2 separate regions of the Mus musculus genome follow, and region 2 is linked to region 1. Evidence: chromatin contacts called from public HiChIP or PLAC-seq data. All regions are on one chromosome and are shown on one strand. Each heading gives the region's core, a stretch centred on a gene start, on an enhancer-like site or on the middle of the called end of the contact. The rest is flanking DNA. Distances are from core to core; before and after follow the strand shown. Region 1 has its middle 6.3 kb from the start of Gm46942. Region 2 overlaps Med13l (mediator complex subunit 13-like).

Region 1 (7,411 bases), core at 1,710-4,209:
TCTCCAGCCCCTCCACCATATTTTTTTTCCTTCTTTTTGAGACAGAGTCACTGAATCTGAAGCTCACTGATGCAATTCGTCTGGCTAGCTTGTGAGTCCCAAGTATTTTCCTGTATCTGTTTCCCCAGCTTTGGGATGGCAGACGAGTTTAACCCTATCTGTCTTAAGGTCATCATGGCTGTGATAAACACCATGCTGAAAAGTGACTTTAGGAGGAAAGGGTTTATTTCGCTCACTGTTCCATAACACAGTTTATCATCCAAAGTAGTGAGGGCAGGAACTCACACAAGGCAGCAATCTGGAAGCAGGAGCTGATGCAGAGGCCATGGAGGGATGCTGCTTACTGGCTTGTTCCCCGTGGCTTGCTCAGCCTGCTTTCTTAGAGAACCCAGGAGCACCAGCCCAGGGATGGCTCTGCCCACAGTGGGCGGAACCCTTCCCACATCAATCACCAATTGAGAAAATGTCCTATAGGCTTGCCTGCAGCCTGATCTCATGGAGGCATTTCCTCAACTGAGGCACCTTTCTCTCTGATGACTCCAGCTTGTGTTAAGCTGACACAGAACTACCCAGCACGGCATCCTACTTTTACATGAGTTCTGGGGATTTGAACTTGGGTCCTCATGCAAGCACTTTACTGAGCTGTTTCCCCACCTCCCTCTTCTTCCTACCTCTGGCCTTATTTATGAAACCATTCCCAAACCCTCCTCTGTTCAATGGCTCTGGGCATTTGACATTATACTGCCTGAGGATGCTCTGGGGGGGGGGGGCGCTCTCTGTGCTTCTTCCAGGGCTGGACACACAACAGACTACCTGCTTTAGTTCTTTTATCCTCTGAAATTTTGTTTGGGGAAAGTCATTGAATTGACTTTCCCAGGTTTGTTTCTCTGTCTCCCCCCACAATCCCACCTCCGAGACCCTGTTTTAGCCCCGCCACCCAGACACAGCCTCTCCGTGGCCTCCAGGAAATGCCTTAGCTGTTCAACCCATGGCGCCTGTTTTACTTGCTAGAACTTGAACGTCCCCAGACCCAGAAGCACTCCTCAAATGACTTGGCCCACGCTATACCAGCCACTGCACACTCTGCCAGCTTTGTAGTGTGTTGCCCAATGCCGGAGCAATTTGGCATTCAATCTCTGGCCCAATGAGTCCCCTGTGCCAATTTATGACACTATTAAGTGAGTGACTCTTTGGGATTTAGCCTCACAAACTCCAACCTCTTCAACCCTCTGTCCCATCCTGAGGAGGCCACACACTCTCTTGGGCTCTGCGTCCCCACCGTCCCCGTGTCACAACCTCAAGCAGAAAGCTGGGCCCAGGCTTTACAGAGTTAGCCCGTCTTTATAGCGCTCACAGCTCTCCTCTGCTGTATCTGCTTGTGTTCATCTGGCAAACAGCCCTGAGTACAGTCACCTTGGCCAGAGGCAGAATTTGACTGGCTAACTTGAATAGAAGGGGGTGGGGATGGGGGAGCCAGGGAGGGAGGGAGGGAAGGGTAGAGGGAGGGAAGAAGAAAGCAATGTGAGCCAGCAAGAAAAATAAGGGGGTGGGGTGGGGCCTAGGATGTAGCTCAGTGGCAAAAGGCCTGCCCGACACAACGTGAAACCCCCCGCACCTATCCCTAAATACACATGCACATGCACACAGAAAGAGATGGACAGACAGACAACAGAAACAGAATTAGAAGCTTCCAGAGAGATTTTAAAACATAAAATAGCCAAACAGTCTTAGAAAGGCACAGGGATTGCCCTGGCTATGGAGACCCAGGGGGGTCCCGGGGAGGTTTCCAGATGCCTTGATGGATTTGCGCCAAGGCTACAGAGTCCTAAATTCTGAGAGAACCTCATCTGGCATGGTCAAAATTGTGCGTTTACCTCTTGGCCAGAGGAAGGCAAGAGGTCCTTACATGAAGTTGCTTTTTCCAGAAGAAAGAAGACCAAGGGTGGGACTGTAGAAGCTATGGGCAGAACTCAACAGCTTTAAGTAGGGTGGGGTTTGAACTCAGAGCCCTGGCTAGCTTTCTGCTATCAAACCTTTAGACCTTCTGATTCTCTCTCCCCAGGCATGCTGCCCTGCCTGCCAGCAGACCTTCACAGTAATCCCCCTGTAGGGGCACAGAAACAGCAGAATCTTCTCATCTGGCCTGAAATGCCAGTTGAGAGCTTGCTCTTTGAGCACAAAGCCCTCGGGCTGCTGACGTTCAAGGAAGAGTTCCAGAGAATTAAGCTGGCTTGGTAGTGAAGGGCAAGCTTGAACCTGTGTCTCAGGGGCAGCACAGGAAGGAAAAAAACAAAAAACAAAACAAAAAAAACAACAATCTATTTCTCTCCTGCCTGTTGAGTGCCAGGAAGAAAATGTGGTGGAGTGTGTTTCCAGAGGGAGTCCAAGGTAGCTCCCGGCTAGTTTATTAAGCAGCCTAATTCCATCAAGATAAAGAGATTCCCTGCAATTGTTCTGAAGAATTCCATTGCTCCCGCTTTTCCCAGAGGCTAAAGGATTTGTGTGTGTGTGTGTGTGTGTGTGTGTGTGTGTGTGCACTCGAGTGTGTGTGAGAGTGTGTATTAGTATCTGTGAGTGTGTTAGTGTGAGAGTGTTTATATAAGAGAGAGAATGTGTGTTATGAGAGTGTGTATATGTGTGTGAGTATGAGTGTGTATGTATTATGTATGTGACTGGGTTACTGTGAGTATGTGTGTGTGTATATGTGTATATGTGTCAGTGTGAGTATATGTGCATGAGGGTGAGCATGAGTATAAGTGTGTGTGTTGTGTGTGTCTGTGTGTGTGTGTTCATGCTTTCAAAGGTCTCCAGCTGAGATATTTTAAATCTCCCCCAACACTACTGTTTTTTCTGGATCACACTGACTTCAAGGGGAATTTGAAGTCTGGTGTTCGGACCAATGAGTCAGTGAGTTCAGGACCGTAACTCAACCCTGGAGAATCCGATTGGCCTGGGGTGCTGGGAGGGCACACTTTTCAAAAGAGGAAGAGAAAGGACTTGGGAGGAAGAGGAAGAGTGTCAGAGTGTAGGAGAGGGAGGCAGGGGAGGGGAGTGGAGTGGAGAGGGAGAGAGGAACTGCTAAGAGATGGGGAGAAGGAAGGGGAGGAAAACGGGAGGGAGAAATGAGGGGGACCGGAAAGGGGGCAGAAGGGACAGAAAGCTAAAGTAACACGTGAGTCTAATTCTGGGAATAATGTCGCCTTGTGTCTCTGGCTTCCCGCAAGCTTCTCATCAAGGGCTTGGTGGAAAGACCCAATCTTTGAAGTTCCTCCCCCAGGCAAGTAGAAAAGAGATTTGAAGACTCTCTGAAACCTCGTTTCCCTGTAGGGAAGTGTCCAAGGGGATTTAAAGACAGGGATAATTGCACATCCTGGCGTCTCCATGCCACACCCACTCGATGGGAGGTGCTTAGTCAATGATTGCTTTCCCAAATGAATGAATGGATTCAGCTCTCAAACTAGCAGGCCGTGACCCTGTGGCTTCCCGTTGTTCTGTGCCCTGGGGTGATGGTGATGGTCTGAAACAGGACAAGAAGCCTAAGCTAGCTGGTAAGCGAGTCCAGCGGGTGGTCTTGTCTCCTCCTCTCCAGAAACTGAAATTACAACACAACATCGAACCCAGGTCCTTACACTCACAAGGCAAGTGAATGAAAAGAAGAAGGAGGAGGAGGAGGAGGAGGAGGAGGAGGAGGAGGAGGAGGAGGAGGAGGAGGAGGAGGAGGAGGAGGAGGGGAGGGGGAGGGGGACGGGGGGGGGGAGAAGGAAAAGAAATAAAATGGAAAGGAAAGGACACAGGCGCTCCTAGGTATGGTGGAGGAGAATGTTTATTATTATATCTGTGGGAGCATAGCCAGAAGCAGACACATCTGGGAGAGTCCAGCGTGGTCATGACCCTGAACTGAGTCCGGGGAGGGGAAGAGAGAGTGGATTATATTGGGAAGAGCCTCTGGGAGGCAGGCAGCCCAGCCCCTGGGCTGGAGAGTTCAGGGTAGAGGGCGGAGTTATGCCAACCACGCCCTGAAACAGGTAGGGACTGAGGAATCCTGGGAGGAGCTAGAGGCCAGGTCCTCTTTAAAATGTTAAATAGGCACCTCATTCCTCCCTCCCTTCCCCCCGCCCCCATTCCGGGTTTGAAACTTAACAGTGTATCCTTTAAGAACTGAGCCATGTGTCCCACTCCCATGCCCCAAGCCCATGAGACTCTTTGAATTCCATGGTCATCCTCTTTGGTAGATCATGAATTCTTCCGGTCTCACACCACACCATCTCATGCAAGCGTCTTTGCAGTTACAGGGCCGAGTGGCCAGACCCTGCCCACCCCTAACTGGCACTTCCCACCCCTCCACCCCCCACACCCCAACCTCCCGATATTCTTCCCACACCAACACATCCACAATGTGCTCTTAGTTTAAATGACATTTTAGCTTAGAATTTTCTCTTGCCCATTGTGTTGGACATAAGCAAGCTTGATGCTTAGGAAAATTCAGTTCTTACTAGCCACAAGCTGTACATCGGTTTCTATTTGTTTTCTGGGAGAGTCTTATGTAGCCCAAGCTGGTCTCATCTGGGTATAGAGTCAAGGTTGGCCTTGAACTCCTGATTGTCCTGTTTCAGCAAGTGCTGAGATGACAGTATACAATGAAAGGTTTATTGTTGTTGTTGTTGTTGTTTTGGATTGTGATAAAAATGATAGGAAGTTTGTACCCTGGGTTCTCTGTCATGTTCCACTGTTCAGGTCAGGCAATCTCCAACGCCACCAATCTGTAAGTGACCAAAACCTTGTGATATCTGTAATTCTCTGACGGTCTGGTTTTATCAAGAGACAATCTTAAGGCTATTAAATCCAGCTTTTTCTAATGGGTGTATCTGGGATGTGGTTCTCAGGAACACTTTGCTTGTGTGAATTTCAAGAACAAGGAAAAGTGGGGCACCACCCACACAGTCCACACTAGCACGATGAAGAATCTGAGACATCCTGCAGTAAAACAACCCAGTATGCTTCCCTGGCCATGACTGTGCAGGAACCTGAGGATGCTCTAATGAAGACCTGGACCCACTGATCTGTCCAGGTTGATCCGTTCCCTTTTTCATAAGGGGTGCTAGTGAGATTTTGGCTTTCCCTGAGTCTATATCTCTTCTTTGTCCTTACTAGGGAACTAGAAAGATAGCGACATAACAACTAAACTGCCAATCTCCTTTATCTTAATCACTGTTCTATTGCTATGAAGAGGCACCATGGCCAAGGCAACACTTGTAAGTTCATGATCATCCAGGCAGAGAGAAAACAGGCTGGCACTAGAGCAAGCAGTTTGTGAGCATTGCATCCTGATACACGGGCAGCAGGCAGAAACATAGGGAAGAAGGGAGGGAGAAAGGGAGAAAGGGGAGAGAGAGAGGGAAGGTGGGAGGGAGAAATGGAGGGAGAAAGAGAGAGAGGAAGAGGGAGAGAGAGGGAGAAAGGAAGGGAGAGAGAGGGAAAGAGAAGGAAGGAGGGAGGGAGAAATGGAGGGAGGAAAGAGAGAGAAAGGGAGGGGGAAGTGAAGAAGGGGAGGGAGGGAAGGAGGGAGGGAGGAAGGGAGAGAGAGAGAGAGAGACTCTGCCATGGTGTTTGAAACCTCCAAGTCCAGCCCAATTAACCCACTTTCTCCAGTAAGGCCACACCTCCTAATCCTTTTTAAACAGGTCTGCTCCCTGATGACCAGGCATTCAAATGAGCCAATGGGAGCCATTTTTATTCAAACCACCACGAATGTTCTTCCCCTAGTACTTGAACAGGCTAAATAGACCTTAAGTACCCCCACAGTTGGACCCAGCTGGAGACTTCTGCCTTGCTGCACCTGCAGTTTCCTACAGGAACAGACTGCCCACTGAGCTCACTTTGCAACATAATCCAGCTGAAACAAAGGATGGGTCTGTGGGTTTTCCCTATATAAACAGAGTGCTGAAAATTAAACTTTGAGCCTTGATCAGAACCTTTATCTTGGCTTCATCCTCTCGCACCCTGTCCTTTTTCATTTCCAGCCCTCCTTTCAGGTATACCCAGTTTGTCCATGGCCACTGGACGGCTACAACCACATGCTGCTTAGAACACCTTTCATTAAAACCCTTGTTGTTGGGAATGGAGAGATGACTTCCAGTTTGGTTTGAAACACCCAGGTTAGGTTTCCAACCACCTGTAACTCCAGCTTCAGGGGATCTGACAACTTCTGGCCCCCAAGGATACCATGCACACATGGCTTGCGTTCGTGCAAACACACATATGTACACATAAAATAAAAAATAGTCTAAAAGAATTTAAAAGTAAAGCAATGTGTACTGTGTGTGTGTTTTGTTTTTGTTTTTTAAAGAGGAATAGCCTCCCAAAGAAATAATAATGAAGAAGACAGTTGTCAATGCAAATTTCAAGCAAGTTGTAACTAGATGTCACTAAAGATCTCACAATGTCTGTCCCTAAGTGTCTTAGTCAGGGTTGCCATTGCTGTGATAAAATACCATGATCAAAGCAACTTGTGGAGGAAAGGGTTCATTTGGCTTATATTCCATAATAAAGTTTGTCATTGAAGGAAGTCAGGACAGGAACACAAGCAGGGCAGGACCTAAAGGCAGGAGCTAATGCAGAGGCCATGGAGGGGTGCTGCTTACTGGCTTGCTCCCCATGGCTTGCTCAGCCTGCTTCCTTATAGAACCCAGGAGCACCAGCCCAGAGATGGCTCCACCCACAGTGGGATGGCCCTTCTCCATCAATCACTGATAATGAAAATACCCTATAAACTTGTCTACATCCTGATCTGGTAGAGGCATTTTCTCCATTGAGGCTCCCTCCTCTCAGATAACTCTAGCTTGTGTCAAGGTGACACTAAACTAGCCGGCACACTAAGAAACAAAGAAGGGGACTGTATACTTTGGGGATCATCTTTGTAGACATCAGACAAGACCCCTCCTTGCCCATAGGTCCCATCCCACACTAGCACAGAGGAGTCAGAAGGCCTAAAAGTGGCACCTGAGCAGATGCTAGTGTACCAAGCTTAGTCGCTGTCATTTGGTCATCACCAAGGAGAAGAAATAAAGGGCACATGTTTGTTTGTGTCCAGGTCTCACGACTCAGTATACTAATACTCCTACCACCATGTGTGAGTGTGAGTGTCTGTGTGTGTGTGTGTGTGTGTGTGTGTGTGTGTTTGTGTGTGTGTGAGAGAGAGAGACACACACAGAGACAGAGAGACAGAGAGACAGAGAGAAAGAGACTGAGAGACAGAGAGAAAGAGAGACAGGGACTGAAAGACAAAAAGTCTCACTGTGTAGTCCTGGCTGACCTAGAACTCACTATATAGACCAGGCTGGCCTGGAATCCACAGCCATACCCCTGCCTCTGCTTCCTGAGTTCTGGGATTAAAGGCATGTCTCACCATGCC
Region 2 (7,411 bases), core at 3,122-5,621, 280 kb before region 1:
AACTTAGAGCATCGTTTGAGTACACCAGCAAACACTTCACTAACTCATAAGCAATTAAAGTCAAAAAATGTTTCAAGGGATATTTATTAATAAGATATGGGAACAGGAGCATTAATGATAAACAAGACAAGCTCCATCCCTCAAAAAGAGCCTCCAAAGCCAGGCAGTGGTGGCACAGGCCTTTAATCCCAGCACGGGGGGCAGAGGCAGGCAGATTTCTAAGGCCAGCCTGGTCTACAGAGTGAGTTCCAGGACAGCCAGGGCTACACAGAGAAACCCTGTCTCGAAAAAACAAAAACAAAAACAAAAAAGCCTCCAAGTTCTAGGGGAGATAAGTTCAACCCACCATGATGCAACACCTCGATGCAAACAAGCAAAAGTTCGATGCTAACTTAAGCCAAGGAGGGTGCTGTTGAGACAGATTGGCTGTTGAGATGGCTGTAACCCACTGCTCTATGCCAGAACCCATGCTGGATTCCTAACACCCACTTCCAGAGCTCACAACTGCCTCGAGTCTCAGAGAAGCACCAGCATTCACATGGACATAACTAAAAACAAAATGTAAAAGAAAAACAGGCCAGCAGAGCCTTCCCCGAAAGCTATAGCAGTGTGCGCGCGCGCGCGCACACACACACACACACACACACACACACACACACACACACACACACACACATGTCTGAACCTAAGCCAAGTTCCTCTTTTCTAACCATGCCTCCAAACTACTCCTTATTTATTATATGTCCCCTTGTCCTTACCCACACAAAATGGGGACCCAAACACCCACAAACTGCTACTGATCTATACTATACTTCTGCTATAAATGGCAATGTTCAAATGAACGTCCCATACAATAAGGAAAACTAACCTTTGGGGCATTGGACAAAATGAAGTCACTCCAGCTAACTGCCATATAATGCAATTAATTTTTAAGGAAGGAGGCAGGTCTTAAGGTTTTTCCCTCAGTCAGTGCAGAAAGAACTGTTCTTCGTTTATCTTTACCACAGAAAGCAACCTCAGCCCTATGTCAACTGGTGAGCGCTTTCCTGCCATTGGGCTGACACACTCCCACCTTACAAAACTCGTATTACACGGCCCACAGGAGCATCCTCCCATTCTGGACCAAAACAGAAGCTGCCCTGATTCATGATCCATGAGCAAAGCCTTGAGCTGGATAACTCCATCTTTCAAGCAAGAGTGGCTGGAGGTGACCGTGGATACAGGAGAGCTAACTGTCTCAAAGAGCAAGGTATGAAGAGAAGGGCTTCTGGTGTGCGGTGACCTCTGATGCCCCACAACTGCACTGAATGGCTGAATCCTACCTTGATGAGGAATGAGTCCATCTCTAGTGTACTAGTGACCATCGGTGGTTTTGGAAGTCCAGGTAATTCTACCACAGAAACAAGAGCAGCTGCTCCATGAGAGACTCCAGGCATTGTCTCTCACACCTGGTCACATCTGCCACAAAAGCTAGCACTTGTCTGCTGTAACTTCAACAGAGGCACACTGAGAGACAGCTAGCTACACAAAGGACGCGGCCACTGGCGGAAGCACTAACCAGTTAATCCTCTGTCAGCCGTGAAGCGCCTGTGGGAAAACAGTGCTAGTTACAGCAGAGAGAGAGCAGGAAGCAGAGGCTGGGGCAGAGCGTCTGAAATTAGGCCACACACGCAAGAAAAAAAGACCTGGAATTTCTCTGCACTAATAAATATTTCCAGTTGTGTTTGCTGAGAAACTTTTTGTGTCAGAGTGTAGCAACATAAGGGCCATCTATGTCCCTGATTAACACAGTCATAGAGAAGCACACACCACTGCCAGTTGGGAACATTAGACTTCCAAGGCCAGTTTTTGTCTGTGAACAAATGTCAATCAAGCACGGGAAAGTGGCGGCGACTCCTGGGGGACCTGCCTTCACTCTGCCAGCACTACAGCAACAGCCTGTCCGGGAGGCACTGTGAGAGGGCCCACTGGGAGGCCTTCACAAGACTGAGGAAGGGCTCTCTAAGAGTTGTCTGTGTGCACTCAGCCATCCATGATGTCTCCCCCCTCTGTAGAGTCACTGTCACCACTACACTGATTCCCAGTCACCTCATCTCCAATCTCCACTTTCCTGGAGACAAGCTTTGTTCTGACGGTGAAGGCCATTCCAGTTTCTCAGCCTGCCGATGCTGACCCACACTCTGCCCTCAGACTGGGCTCTCCTGACTCCACAGCCCCGCACAGCCCTTCTGAGAGCCACGCTGGCCTTCAGTCCTGGAAGAAACATTCTGCATCACCCACCGACAAAGCCTGCTGTCCTTTCTGTCACCAATCCTGTCGCTTCATCCACTTCAACTCTTTCCTACTTCTCAAACCCTGGTCCAAGGCTGGAGTGTGCGTAGCATGTTTCTGGCCCTTGTGTTCAATCTCCAAAGCAACAACAGACTAAAACATTAACTAACCCTCAGTTCAGAACAGCACTTCCCAGACAAGCCCACGCAGTCTCTCAACTCTTCTCCGCTTGTGTCTGTGAGTTTACTAATGTTCACGCCTCCTTTTCACCAATAACCTAAAACTCAGAGTGAACAAACCAGCTTGCTGTCAGTCATTCCTACATCCCATGAGGTGTGGTGTGGTGTGGTGTGGTGTGGTGTGGTGTGGTGTGGTGTGGTGTGGTGTGGTGTGGTGTGGTGTGTGGTGGCTGTACACACTGGGGCTTGCTAAACTAACACACCTCACCCAGTACAAAGATCCCCAGAACTGTTCAGGGCAACCCTCCTTGCCAATGAACTGGAAACCTAAGAGAGGGACTCTGACAGGATCAGGTTTTACATCCAATGACTTCAAGAATGAAGACAAAATTCTACATATATGAACCCAGTGGATTTATGTCAGAGAAATAATACCATTCTCTATCTAGAATTCAATCTTTAAAACTAGACTAGTCTCTAAACACACAACAGATTAAAAATCAGTTTATAAAAGTAAAGAAATGGCTCAGAAAGAAAACTCGGACAACAGAGAAACTTCCTGAAAGGAACAACCAGTTGCTGGATAGGACAGCACCTGAACTGTCTATGAGAACTGAGCGCTGCCAGGGTGGGGCTGTAGCAGGTAGCAGGGAAACTGAAGTCATGTTTTATACACGGGAAGGATTCCCAAATACAGCAGAAAGCAGTTACTGAGTTTTTAGTGTATCCTGTTAAGGACCTATACTACTTTCTTCATCAACAAGGCAGGCTTCTTTTTCCTATGGTGCTGCGTGGATCCGAAGGCTCAGGCTTTTCCCATAATATTTATACTTTGAAAACCTTGCTCTCTAAGTATGCACCATCTCTAAAGAGGACTTATTTTGTGCAGACACTGAGTCTGCGTGTCCTGTGTTGAGGTAAGACTGGAGATGGACACAAGTCTAGGACAGCAAAGAGCATGGCGCACCAACACACACAGCACGCTGCTCACCGTGCTCCCCTCTTCTGGTCCTCAGGGTCTTCCCTCTGGCTCACTAACAGCTGCAGTGCTCCCCTCACACTTGCAGCTGATGGACTGTGCCCTAGAAAACAGTCCAGGAGCTGACAAGTTTATTTAACAGTACTTCTCCAAAGAAATGGCACTTCCCCACACCTGAGAACCAGCTTATGAAGGTTTTTGGTTCTGGTTTGTTTTCTGTTGTTGTTGTTGTTGTTGTTGTTTCTGAGATGGGGTTTTTCTGTGTAGCCTTGGCTGTCCTGGAACTCACTCCATAGATCAGGTTGGCCTCAAACTCACAGAGATCCACCTGCCTCGGCCTCCTAGGTGCTGGAATTAAGGGTGTGCCAAAACTGCCTGGCTATAAAGATAATCTGAATACTTTCCAATGTTATCCTGCATCCAGTTTTATACGTAACATGACTGTTATATATAATCTATATAAGCTACATGTATCTACCCAGTCTCTGAGCACCGTCCCGTCTACTGTGATGCTCTGTCAGTGGTGTAACATAAAACAGGATGAGAATATTGCACTCACAGCTCAAAACAAAGAAATGTTTGTTTATTATACAGCCTGTCCGGGGTCAAAGACTTCTGCAGTGACGAGACTAAGTGAGAGCAGCCCAGACTCGGCATAGTTCCTTAACCACAAACACAAGGTGGTGGGGGGGGGGGGGGGCGGACACCACGGGACAGACAGACAGACAGACAGACAGACTCCTGAAGAACACCAGCAGAAGGTATACGGGGTGGCATTTAAGTATCTGCTGAAAGAACATGAGCCAAAGCGGTGGCTCCTCAGATAAATGCGATCAGACCTGGTCTTCAGAGGAAACAAACAAATACCTCCAAGAAATGAGTCATGAAGAAGGCACAGACTAGAAGAAAGACCAGAACGAGGACTTCCAGTGCAGGCAGTAAAACCAGGAAACTGTGCTAGAAGAGAGGAACTGGGCAACTGTGAGGCACTGAGACATCCGAAGAAGATAGGCTGTCAATGCACACGTTTTATTTTTGTTTGTTTGTTTGTTTGTTTGTTTTCCAAGACAGGTTTCTCTGCATAGCCCTGGCTGTCCTGGAACTCACTCTGTAGACCAGGTTGCCTCGAACTCAGAAATCCACCTTCCTCTGCCTCCCAAGTGCTGGGATCAAAGGCGTGCACCAACACTGCCCAGCAGTGGCCATGTTTTAAAGAAATTAAAAGACAGTTTTCCCAGCCATTCAGAGAGCCCAACATAGTAGACACAAGAGACAGATCTGAGAGCTGTGAGTCCTACGAGTTACAAGGCAACATGGTTCTTATTCTAAACTTTAAAACCACATTAATCATACAATCATTGATCTCAACAGAGGAAAAAGTCTTTGTTGTTGCTGTTGTTCTCTCTTGCAGCTGTGTAATCAAATAGTGGCCTGAACTACACCCAACTCACTGAGTGTGTTAAGTGATAACCTGACGACTCAGCAAGAGATTCGTTTTCAAGTCTCTCCAAAACTCCCATGTGGATCCAAACAGCAGGCTCCGTCTCAAGCACATGTACTGCTTCCTTGTCTTCCTTGTCACGGCCGCTCTGGCCTGGTGGAGAGCTCACCAAACACTCAAGTCTGCTACTGCCCACCACTTACGCTCAGGTTCAAATACTTTCCCACCAAAAAGAAGCTGTCAAAAGCATCACGTGGAGGCTGCCAGCACTTCCCTTTGGATAACTACACTCTGCGGCACACAGACCTCAGTTGGCATTTTCTCTCCACATATTAAGAACACATTTGCTGAAAGGACAAGCTTTCATGAACCTGAACTTAAAGCTCTGAGCTGGAGAGATGGCTCAATGGTTAAGAGCTCTGGCTGCTCTTTCTTGGGACCTGAAGTACCCACCCAGCAGCCACAGAGAGGCTCACAGGTGGCTGTTACTCAGGGAATCCATGACTCCCTCTGGCTTCCACAAGTATGCACACATATCGTACATAGACAGACAGACATGCAGGGAAACCAGTTGAACACATAAGATTAAAATAAAGGGGAAAGGTGAACTTCATCCAGCGTCTTCTTCTGTAACATGTAGCAGTTGGTTTCTGAGAGAATCCCATAACATGGAGCTAGCACTCACATGCCCGTCACCCACCTCTGCCTGGGCACCGTCAGCCTAAATATCAACACAGAAGGGAAAGGAAAACGGTATCTCCACATCACAGAACAGCTCTGACCTTTAAGACTCTCTGACGGGGTCTACAGGACCTATGCCAACCATGAGGCTACAGACCACACTACTAAAACTGCTGGCTAAGGTTGCTGCAGCTGGGCACACAGCCCTGCTGGACAGTCAGTTCCATCTGGGAGATTGCTCTTAGTTGGGAGGAGGTATCCTACTTGGAGGAAGAGGAAAAATAACACTTATTAAAAAAAAAATCTAATGAGACATCTATAAATCACTCCACACTGAGTTTACATTTACTTCTTATGGGATAGCATAAAATGAACCTTTGCCTTCAGGGAAATCACTTAATAAGTCTCAAAAATCTAAAATCTAATTTACCTACCCACCTATTTATCTATCTCAGCTGAACTTTTCCAGTTGCTATACCCAGTTCCCCATACAGTATGACCTCCAGGTTAGCCCGCTCTAGCCTCTCTGTTTGCAAGGCTCCTGAGCACTGTGAAGGCAGAGAGCAATGAACATGTAATGATGTACCCTGATGCCTGCACACACATAAATGGCAGCTAACAGTGTTAGTGGCAACCTCACTGCTGCCCCTCTGCACTCTCAGAACTCAGTCCCCTTCCCTGTGCCTGTGCTCTATCAGCTAATCAATTTCTAAATCACAATGCGAGACTTCGGATTTATCGCTTATCACTTACACCCAGCTAATTAGATCCACAGACTGAAGATAATCTTTGAAGGCTGATTTTTTTCAATCAACTATATTGAGGCTTTTAAAGCATTTTAAAGCGCATTTTCTTTCTCATCAGTCAACAGTTGTTTCTCAGTCATCAAGTATTGGTCTCCCTTTCTGATTCTGACAAACCACAAGTGAGAAGGCTGGGGACGAAGCAGAGTGGGCAAGTGCTGGCCTACTCCTTCAATTCCCAGTACCACCAACCTAGGCATGGCTGGGCACCCCTGCAATGCCAGCACTCGGGACATGGAGGCTGGAGGTTCGGGAATTCAAAGCCAAGGCCATGCTGGAATATATAAGACCCTGTCAAAAAACAAAACAAAGCAAAAGCTACTTAGCTCAAACCCCTTGCCACACACAGCTTGAACTTCATAGCAGTTGTTCCTTGGACATTTCCCTCTGCTCAGCAGGTCTGGAAATGTTCTCGGCAGCTCCTTTTCAACACTCAATATCTAAGAATGCTTCAGTCAGGGGACAGCATTGGCTCCTGCGTTTCCTCATAGCCACTAACACTAAGAAAGGCATGCTGGCAAACTGCAGTGTATATAGCAGGCTACAGCCCCAACAAACTGCTGGGCATTATGACACTGGGACAGAGACGCTTTGGCCATATATGCATCCCAGATGATTTCCTGGGATCATTCTCTATAATGACAAATATCCTATTTTCATTAAATAGGAAACAGAAAATGAAAATGTTTATCTCATAGATTTTAGGCCTCTAATCTGGAATACTGAAAGCATCTGTCTTCAGGTACCACACAGCACACTGAAAATTACTGAATCCGAAATTCAGTACCTTTACCACTTCACAGCACAGTGACGGTGAGCAGTCACTGTGTACCTGCCTGTGTAACCTTAAATCTTAGCAAGATTCTACAGCCAGCCTGGTCTACCCAACCAGTGGCAGTCCAGCCAGGACTACATGGTGAGACTATCAAAGTGATAGAAAGTCAAAGGCATCTGAATACTCGATCGTCCTGAAGGGTAAATCCAGCTGAGCTTCTCAAGCCAAGGCCTGCTGTGCACCTCTGGGGTAGGTGTGCTGACTACTCAGGATGCACAAAAT

What was found. HiChIP or PLAC-seq counts read pairs in DNA pulled down with a chosen protein or histone mark.
Region 2: a contact with region 1 is called in an H3K4me3 HiChIP or PLAC-seq map of bone marrow-derived macrophages, with 3 times the contacts expected there. The contact joins two enhancer-like sites. A contact is called at or near these places in 5 of 115 datasets of contacts at active chromatin or transcription factors (the 230-238 cell line, bone marrow-derived macrophages, embryonic basal ganglia and 2 more).

What each region holds. Positions count from the first base shown.
Region 1 is chr5:118,349,874-118,357,284 of GRCm38.p6, reverse strand. No RefSeq gene overlaps it. Among named protein-coding and RNA genes, the nearest start is that of Gm46942, 6.3 kb to the left of the region's middle. Within about 2 kb of position 2,959, at least 113 of the 459 cell types and tissues checked have an H3K27ac peak or open chromatin away from gene starts, as enhancers often do. A contact at or near this core is called in bone marrow-derived macrophages, where this site is marked.
Region 2 is chr5:118,630,186-118,637,596 of GRCm38.p6, reverse strand. The region is part of intron 2 of Med13l (mediator complex subunit 13-like); the gene reads right to left. Among named protein-coding and RNA genes, the nearest start is that of Med13l, 73 kb to the right of the region's middle. Within about 2 kb of position 4,371, at least 28 of the 459 cell types and tissues checked have an H3K27ac peak or open chromatin away from gene starts, as enhancers often do. A contact at or near this core is called in bone marrow-derived macrophages, where this site is marked.